2 separate regions of the Mus musculus genome follow, and region 1 is linked to region 2. A link is a contact called in public Hi-C data. All regions are on one chromosome and are shown on one strand. The core of a region is the stretch at or near the end of the contact, and the rest is flanking DNA. Distances in the headings are between cores, read along the strand shown. Region 1 overlaps 1700037F03Rik (a long non-coding RNA gene). Region 2 has its middle 150 kb from the start of Pcsk1.

The links. Hi-C and Micro-C count contacts between places; a contact is called where the count stands out from the background.
Region 1: a Hi-C map of the G1E-ER4 cell line shows a contact between it and region 2, with 2.4 times the contacts expected there. The contact joins two enhancer-like sites. A contact is called at or near these places in 6 of 39 promoter capture datasets (the C10 cell line, the HPC-7 cell line, cranial neural crest and 3 more), 3 of 484 Hi-C or Micro-C datasets (B cells, the G1E-ER4 cell line and bone marrow-derived macrophages) and 2 of 115 datasets of contacts at active chromatin or transcription factors (both in embryonic stem cells).

What each region holds. Positions count from the first base shown.
Region 1 is chr13:75,685,639-75,689,876 of GRCm38.p6, forward strand. 1700037F03Rik (a long non-coding RNA gene) reads right to left here. Exons shown (of 3, transcript XR_873683.1): 2 at 600-679. Among named protein-coding and RNA genes, the nearest start is that of Gm23012, 4.2 kb to the right of the region's middle. Within about 2 kb of position 1,538, at least 14 of the 459 cell types and tissues checked have an H3K27ac peak or open chromatin away from gene starts, as enhancers often do. A contact at or near this core is called in the G1E-ER4 cell line, where this site is marked.
Region 2 is chr13:75,235,050-75,238,939 of GRCm38.p6, forward strand. No RefSeq gene overlaps it. Among named protein-coding and RNA genes, the nearest start is that of Pcsk1, 150 kb to the left of the region's middle. Within about 2 kb of position 1,577, at least 20 of the 459 cell types and tissues checked have an H3K27ac peak or open chromatin away from gene starts, as enhancers often do. A contact at or near this core is called in the G1E-ER4 cell line, where this site is marked.

The DNA.
Region 1 (4,238 bases), core at 288-2,787, 450 kb after region 2:
GGGGAGCAGTAGTTGACATAACAATATAGCCATCTAAGTAGGAAGGCTACACCCCAGGTGATCTCTTATTCAGTGGCAGCAAAGTCTGAATCACCTGCTTCAAGGCTGAGGGAGGCTGAGGAGGAAGGGGGGGGGGGGGAGAGAAAGAGAGAGAGAATATGATCTGGGCTGGGAGGATGTCTCAGTGAGTACTTTACCAGGAAAGCACATGGATGTGAGTCCTACCAGATCCCACATGAAAGAATGTCTATAAAATCAGTGCTTAGGAAACAGAGGCATAAGGATCCAGGGACGTTCACTGGGCAGCCAATCTAGCTGTGGCGTAAGTTTCTTCTAAGATGAAAACATTCCATCCTACAGGGAAGCTTCCAGAGAAGCTTTGAAACATCCTTGAACTTGACCAGATTTGCTGGGCCCCTTTCTACCAGAGTAAAAAATAAAAGCTGAGAGTCTCCCTTAAGACAGAAGGAAGCTGAGCTTCAAAGAGGACTCTGAGACCACACCTGCTTTGTGGAAGAGGCAGAAACTACCAGCTGTGTGGAAGAGGTTTAGACCAGCAGGGGTGCCTGGATAGGACACTCTCCAACTTATTGACCTACCTGCAAGCTGTGCAGAGTGCTCCAAGGTTCCCAGCTTTGTGGGCTTTGGTGATGCAGCTGTCTTTGAATTATTTGTGTTCCTGTAAATAATCCCAATAAGACACATTGATTCACTGTGTTGGACTTTTGTGTAATAAGTACTTTAGACTGTCATGGGATCCCTGTCTGGAGTGAGTAGATGTGTGTGTTTTGTCTCCGAAGGAAATGTTTTATCACACAATACTAGCCTAACTTTTGAGAACTGGCTAATAGGAGACCCTGACACAAAGGACATGAATAAGATGAATCTCTTATGATACTCAAGGTTATCCTCCAGCATCAACATACGTGTATATACACATGTACTCACCAACCCAATCATATGTGTATGTGTGTGTGCATTAAGAAAGAGTAATGAAGAATCTACCATTATAAAGTATAGCTAGTGTGCATTTGTTGTTAATGTGTCTTGCCTTCCTAGGATGCTTTCCAAACAGAAGTTAATAACACAAACAGCTCTAAATTGAACAAAGTGAAGAGATAAGACGTAAGTATATAAATCCATGATAGTATCTATTAGCCTAGACTTTGAAACTCACATAGTCTAGTGACTCAATCCTAACTGCACAGGAAAACCATGTTAGAGTTTTTATAAAACATCGATGCCTAAGCCCCACTCCAAATCAATTTGCTCAGAATCTTAGGACAAGCTTTGGCAATGGTATCTATTTCACCAATACTACTCAGTTGTTCTAAGAGCTTTTGCGTACGTTAAGTCATTTAATGCTTTACCCCATGACATAAGTACTATTGTCACCTCCACTTTCTTGTGATGAATTGAGTCTTATCCATTTACTTAGCCCAATCAGACAATGAAGCAGCAGATCCTGTATCACACACAGGCTCATTGGTGCCTAGATTAAGCTATCGGTTGTGGTGGCTCTTCAGCCTATCGTTCCAGAGCCCTCAGCCTATCTTTCCGGGGTCCTTCAGCCTATCTTCCCAGGGCAGAAGCACTCTGCACAATATCTGCAGCTACAGAATTTCTACTAAACAAAGCTACAGCTGTAGGTGAACAGCTCTAGAAAATGCAGACGGATTGATATTAAAGACACCAGCACAAATAGAATAGATGAGATCAATCACTCAGAAACACACTGAACCAATTAAAGTCAAGGCAGCACAGTCTTGCTGGAGTAATTAGGAATGAGTCCTTGGCAGAAGCAGAACTCCTCCAGGTCACAATCCAAAAGACTGTTAAATGGTGCAAACTGAGGATTCCAAAACTCCAGAAATATTTTATTAGGTCAAGTATTTATACATGAACCACAAGCACTAGATTCATTTCAACAAGGGAAAGTTTCTTAGGATTCTCATCTGAGGAATTATGAATATAAATACAAGGTCAGCAAATCTAATTACCTTTTAGGTTTGTCAGCTATTTTAAAAAATATTTTATTTTATTTTAATTTTATGTGTATGAATGCCTTACCCTCATGTATGTTTGTATACTACTACATTTATACAGTGCTAATGAAGGTCAGAAGAGGATGTGAGAGCCCCTAAAAATATAGCTACAAATCTTTGTGAGGTACCATGTATGAGAGTATCCAGCACTCTTAATAACTGACCCATCTTTCCAGCCCTGATTTGTCAACCATTACCATTGAGACAGAAATAATTCGAAAAAGGAATGATTTATTTTGGTTCATGCTTCAGGAGTTTTAATCTATGTTCTACTGGCAATGGGTACATGTGGGAGAGGATGCAACACCGTAGAAAAGGGACCAATGTGGAAGGCCTGGGACAAAGTATATCTTCTCAGTGAATAACCCCAGTAGCTATTTCCTAATATCTCCACTACTTCTCAATACTGGCATCAAATTATAAAACCACAGACAATGCTAAAGTTAGGCCCAGTTTTTCTTCCCAGCTTCATGCTCCCAGAAAAAAATTCAGACTCAAAATATATTTATAGATACCTTAGCCATATAGCTAGGCTCTTCTCTTACTAGATTCATAACTTAAGATAACCCGTTTGTTTAAATCTACATTCTGTCATATGGCTGGTTACTTTGCTCAGGTACCATGCCTCCATCTCATTGCATCTTCTGGCCCAATATCCCTGCCTTCCTCTATCACAGAATTCTTCCTTCTCCTGGATGTCCCACCTCTATTTCTTGCCTAAGCCATAAGTCAAAGGTTTTTAATTGACAGATGATGCATCCATACAATACAGAAGGTATTTTCTTTACAGATAAAATCAGAGTTCTCATAATCCAGCCACTTCTCAGTTATTGGTTTACTAGCTAGAGATGAAGGTTACAACCAAGTATTCTTCAAGGAGATACATTATATCCAAACAAACATTTGTTGTATATGTACAGAAACAACTTGCATGAGTTTGTTTGTACAACTGCTTTGAGTCCAGACACTAGACACGTTTCATCTAGTCTAAGAATCAACAGAGGTAGGAGAAAACCCTGTTCAAAATGTATTAAAGCTGTTGATGTAGCAGATAGCATTAATGTCACTCTAATACTTCAGAATAGCTAGTGGGTAGTCTAATCTTTGACTGAGTTTGGCAACATCTTTAAATTACTTTTAAAAGTAGGTCATGGGTACATTCCAAAGTGAGAGATTCCTGTTGTACTGTAGAAAGCAGTGTGCCTTATCCTTAGAAAGGAAACAGGGTTGAAACCAGCAACTTCTGTCTTGTCCCTGGCATGACCATTATGGGATGGAGCAAAAGGGTTTGACACCCTCTGGCTACTATCAGGGGACCAATTAGTAAATTCACAGCTAACCTAATGGGATCCTGAGTAAGATCATTAAGGGCACAGTAGGCAATAAATGATTATAAAAGAACTTTGTGAAATTCCCTAGGTACCAATGCCTGGGCTCCACCCTTATCTGATACTATCTGCAAGTGCACAGATAACCTGAAAATGGAAATTGTGCAACTAATAACTTCTAATTGAAAGAAGTCTAGCCAAAGTCTGTGTATTAAATACTCATTGAATACTATGTCTTAGTTTACACCCAGGAATTCTAAATTAGTTACAGGTAAGCCTTGATGTTCCATCATTAAGTCTCACAAATACTACTTTTAATGTTCAGTAAGAGAAAAAGAATTTGTTTGGAAAATGTGGCAACCTTGTGAAAAATGACAAAAAGGGCTGCAAACAAGGTTATTAAAATGCAGATTATTGGCTATTTCCCAGACCTGCTAAATCTCTAAGCACTGGGACCCAGAGATCTAAATTTTAACAAGCTCCCAGGTGATCCATAATGTATAGTAAGGTCTTTGAACTTCTGCCCTAGGGTGTCACCAATCCAAAGCCAAAAATAATTTATCGCCAAGCATTATAAAATGTTGAATTTCCAACAGGAATTTAATTGGCCACAGGAAGCCAGTGCTTCTCAGTATTAGAAACAATTCAGTTGCAATTTAATTTCCTTTTATCTGAGGATATGGCTCTTTACGTACCAAAGACTTCTATAGAGACGTTAAGGAAATCTTGTCCAACTTCTATGAGACAGCTAGTAACAAGTGAGCTCAATGTGTGCCCTGTCTCTAAGCTGAACCACAGTCTCTTTCCTTTGCATGCTTTTCATCTTTCCTAAAGTAAGAAACATGATTTTTGCAATGAAAAATTT
Region 2 (3,890 bases), core at 327-2,826:
AAGACAGCTTTATCAAGCCTAGGTAGTTCTTAACAAAGAACTGTCATCCTCAGAAACAAGATGGATAAATACCAGCAACTTTATATAGCTTGACCTTATGTATATACTTCTACAGAAGATGTCCTAACCATTTGGCATGATAAGGTATCTGTGACTCACCATTCCTTGTCTGGAGGACAAGAAAAAAAATGGGTAGTTCACTATGAAGTTCATCCCATTCTTAATAATTAAAACCACATCAAAAATATAGAAATGTTCAAATTCCAGGACCTATTTTAAGACACCTCCCAAAATGATTATATTTCTTTCAGAATTCATCTTCACAAATTTCTGTACAGGGCCCAATTTGCATAAAGTAAAGACTGATAAGAGGAGCACTGATAGGTTATTCTGATAATTATCAGGATATATGTCATATATATAGTATGTATTAGAATATAAAATATTCTGATAATATTCTCACAGGTTGGTCTAATAGAGAGAAATCCTTAAACAAGTGGGCAGTGACAAGTAACCAGCAGAATTATTTGCTAATTTTGAAAGTCTCCTTGCTAGCAGCCGCACTTTTGAAGTTGTTGGATCACAATACCAACTTTTTTTTTCATTAATTTATTTATTCACTTTATATCCTGATTGCATCCTCCTTTCCTCCTCCCCTGCCAGTCCAACCCTCTCATTGCCTTCCCCATATTTCCCTCCCCTTCTACTCAGAGAAGGGGAACCACACCCCCACTGGGTACCAACCTCCCTTGGCACATCAAGTCTCATCAGGAGTAAGAGCATCCTCCCCACTGAGGCAAGACAAGACAGCCCAGTTATGGGAACAGAATCCACAGGCAGGCAGCCAAGTCATGGTAAACCCTCACTTCAGTTTTGGGGGGACCCTCATGAAGATCAAGCTTCACATCTGCTACATATGTGTGGGCCTAGGTCCAGCCACTGAATGCTCTTTGGTTGGTGGTCCAGTCTCTGTGAGGCCCCATGGGTCCAGGTTAGTTGGCTCTGTAGGTCTTCTTGTGGTGTCCTTGACCCCTCCAGCTCCCTCAGTGACTCCCTTAACTCTTCTACAAGACTCCCTGAGTTCTGTCTAATATCTGGATGTGGGTCTCTGCATCTGTTTCAGTCAGCTGCTGAATGAATCCTCTCAGATGACAGTTGTGCTAGGCTTGTTTCTGTAAGCACAGCAGAATATCACTAATAATATCAGGGGTTGGTTCTCTCCCCTGGGGTGGGTCTCAAGTTGGGACAGCTGAGACTGGTACCAGCTTAGGAAATGGAACCTGAAGTGGTCACCTTCTGTTGCCAAGCAGAACTTTCAGAGGAGGGAGGGGAACACCCACCCAACCCACCCACAAAACCTTTGATCCAAAGTTTTCCCTGCCTACAAAATGTGCAGAGATAAAGGTGGAGCAGAGAGTGAAAGAATGGCCAATCATCAATTGGCCCATGGATACTAACTCTTACAGGAACTGAGAAACCAAGCCTGGCAAACAAACTGTGGCATGCCTGTTAGTGCTGCTGGGCTCTGCTTCTGCAGAGCAGCAGTGCAGTGCTGCTCAGCCATGACTTTGCTGTTTCTAATGACAGTAACCAGGGAAACTGGGCAGGGAGCCCATACCCAGTAGGGGTGAACAGTAAAACGGACAGCCTCTACCTGCGTGGAAACAACCCTTCTCTTTTCATTGAAAATAGATTCTTTTTAATACAATATATTGAGTACAGTGCTCCTCACCCAACTTTTCCCAGCTCTTCCCCACCTACCCAAATCCACACCCTTTCTTGCTTCTCTAAATAGAAAACAGATGTCTTTTTTAAAAAAAAAAAGAAGAAATAATAAGAATAATAAAATAATAAATAAATAAATAATAAAAATAAACAAACCCAAGTAGGGCAAAACAAATGAACATAAGAAGAAGAAAAAAAGCCAAAGAAAAGACACTAGAAACACATACAGACACAGGGGCACACATTTGAACATACAGAAATCCCATAAACACCCAAGCATGATCTGTAATATGAAGCAAAAGGTTTGTAGAAAGAGAGAGAGAGAGAGAGAGAGAGAGAGAGAGAGAGAGAGAGAGAAAGGAAGGGAAAATTCCGAAACAAAATATTATGAGAAAAATTACCTCCCAAAATACCGTTGAGTTCATTTTGTGTTGGCCGTCTACTGCTGGGCATGGGGCCTGAGCTTGGTTTGTTAACCCAGTGAGGATCTGTTAGAAAAAAAAAATAGTTTTTTTTTTTTTTTCCTTTTCAGAGCAGCTGTCAATTGGACATAGCTTTTGGGTGACAGATGGATTTTGGTTTTGTTTGTTTTAGGGAACTTTTTCGTTTTTGTGTTTTTATTTTTTATTTTTTGCTTTTTTCCCCCTTTTTATGTGATGTGAGAGGAAAGGGAAGAGAAGTGGAGACCGATGCCTGTGTAGAGAGTACCAAGAGCAGGATTGTTTGACTGGAAATGAAGGTCAGGTCTTATGAAGTCTAACTCAGGTCAGAGGTGAGAAGGTTTTGGATGCAGTTTTAGGTCCTGCAACTTTTTTTTTCCATCAATGAACCCACCGATAGGGATTTAGAACTAATAGAGACTCAATTCTACACCTAGTACACATCCAGAAGAGAAACAAAAGAACAAATAATGAACAAGTTAAAAAAAAAAGTAAGGGTAAAGAGAAGGAGGGAAGAGAAAGACAAACTTATTTTTATGCCTCTAACCCAGCCAGACTGATAAATCCAAAGCTAATTCTGTCATGAGCAGTATAAAACTCTCTGGGTATCTGAAAAATACCTTGCTGTCTTGGAGCTTGGAAATAGCCTGGATGATTTGATGTATGCCTTGACGTGTTAACATTCTGTTTTTAAAGAACAGTTATAGTATCTGGCATCACAAAACTAAGCCTTTAAATAGCACATGCACACATGAAGGAAAATCCAGAAACATAGCAACAAAACGTGCAAAAAGAATACAGGAAGTTTATATATTTAAATATAAAAACAGGAAGTTTATATATTTAAATAAGTGTCCTTACCATGAGTCCATCGAGCCATTAGAGTATGCTCGGTAAGATCACCTGGTTTTAAGGTTGTGTGACAGCAAAGCAAAAATGGCTTGTCATTTAAGACTGTGAGAATACCTGAAATCAACACAACAGGTTTTATTCTCATCCAGGAATCAGAAGCTCTTTGTGGATAAGGACCGCCCCAAGTTAACCCAGGGTAAGTTAGTGAGCCGATCTGACCTCCAGTTCAGTGATATTTCCAGTGTAAAATTGTTTCTTCCCTTTAGATATGAAACACAGTCAGGAAATCTATAAAGATAAAATCTCTTTTATTTTATACCAGTGATCTTATTTTATACCAAGATGATCTTATTTCTCATGAAAACTTTGTTCCTGCTTTAAAAACTTCAGTTCTATCTTGCCAGATGAGCCAGAATATGAGACTATACTATTGTTTTCAGTTGCCATGAGACAACCTTTTATATAATGAGTTTACATCTCTCCTAGGGAAAGAATGGAATTAAATTACCATTCTTAGAGGAACTCAGGGAATGGATCCTTTTTCTCTGTGTTCTGTGCTAGGGAGATGCCTCACTGGACAAAGTACCCGTTTTCCGTTCAAGCTCTTGGATTCACAGGGTGGAAGGAAAAAAACTTTCACCGGTAAGTTGTCCTTTGACCAACATATACATACACACATACACACACAGTGACATGTCCCTCCTTACAAACTAGATAAATAAATATGATTTTTAATTTTTTTGTGTGTTCTGTGGATTGGACAAGGAGCCTTGTTCTTAATTTTGAAGCAAGAATCCATTGGTTACAGACAGCAGTGAATGCATAGAAATCCTGCCCATGCCTTCTGGAGATTAATGCAAGAGAAGCATGAAC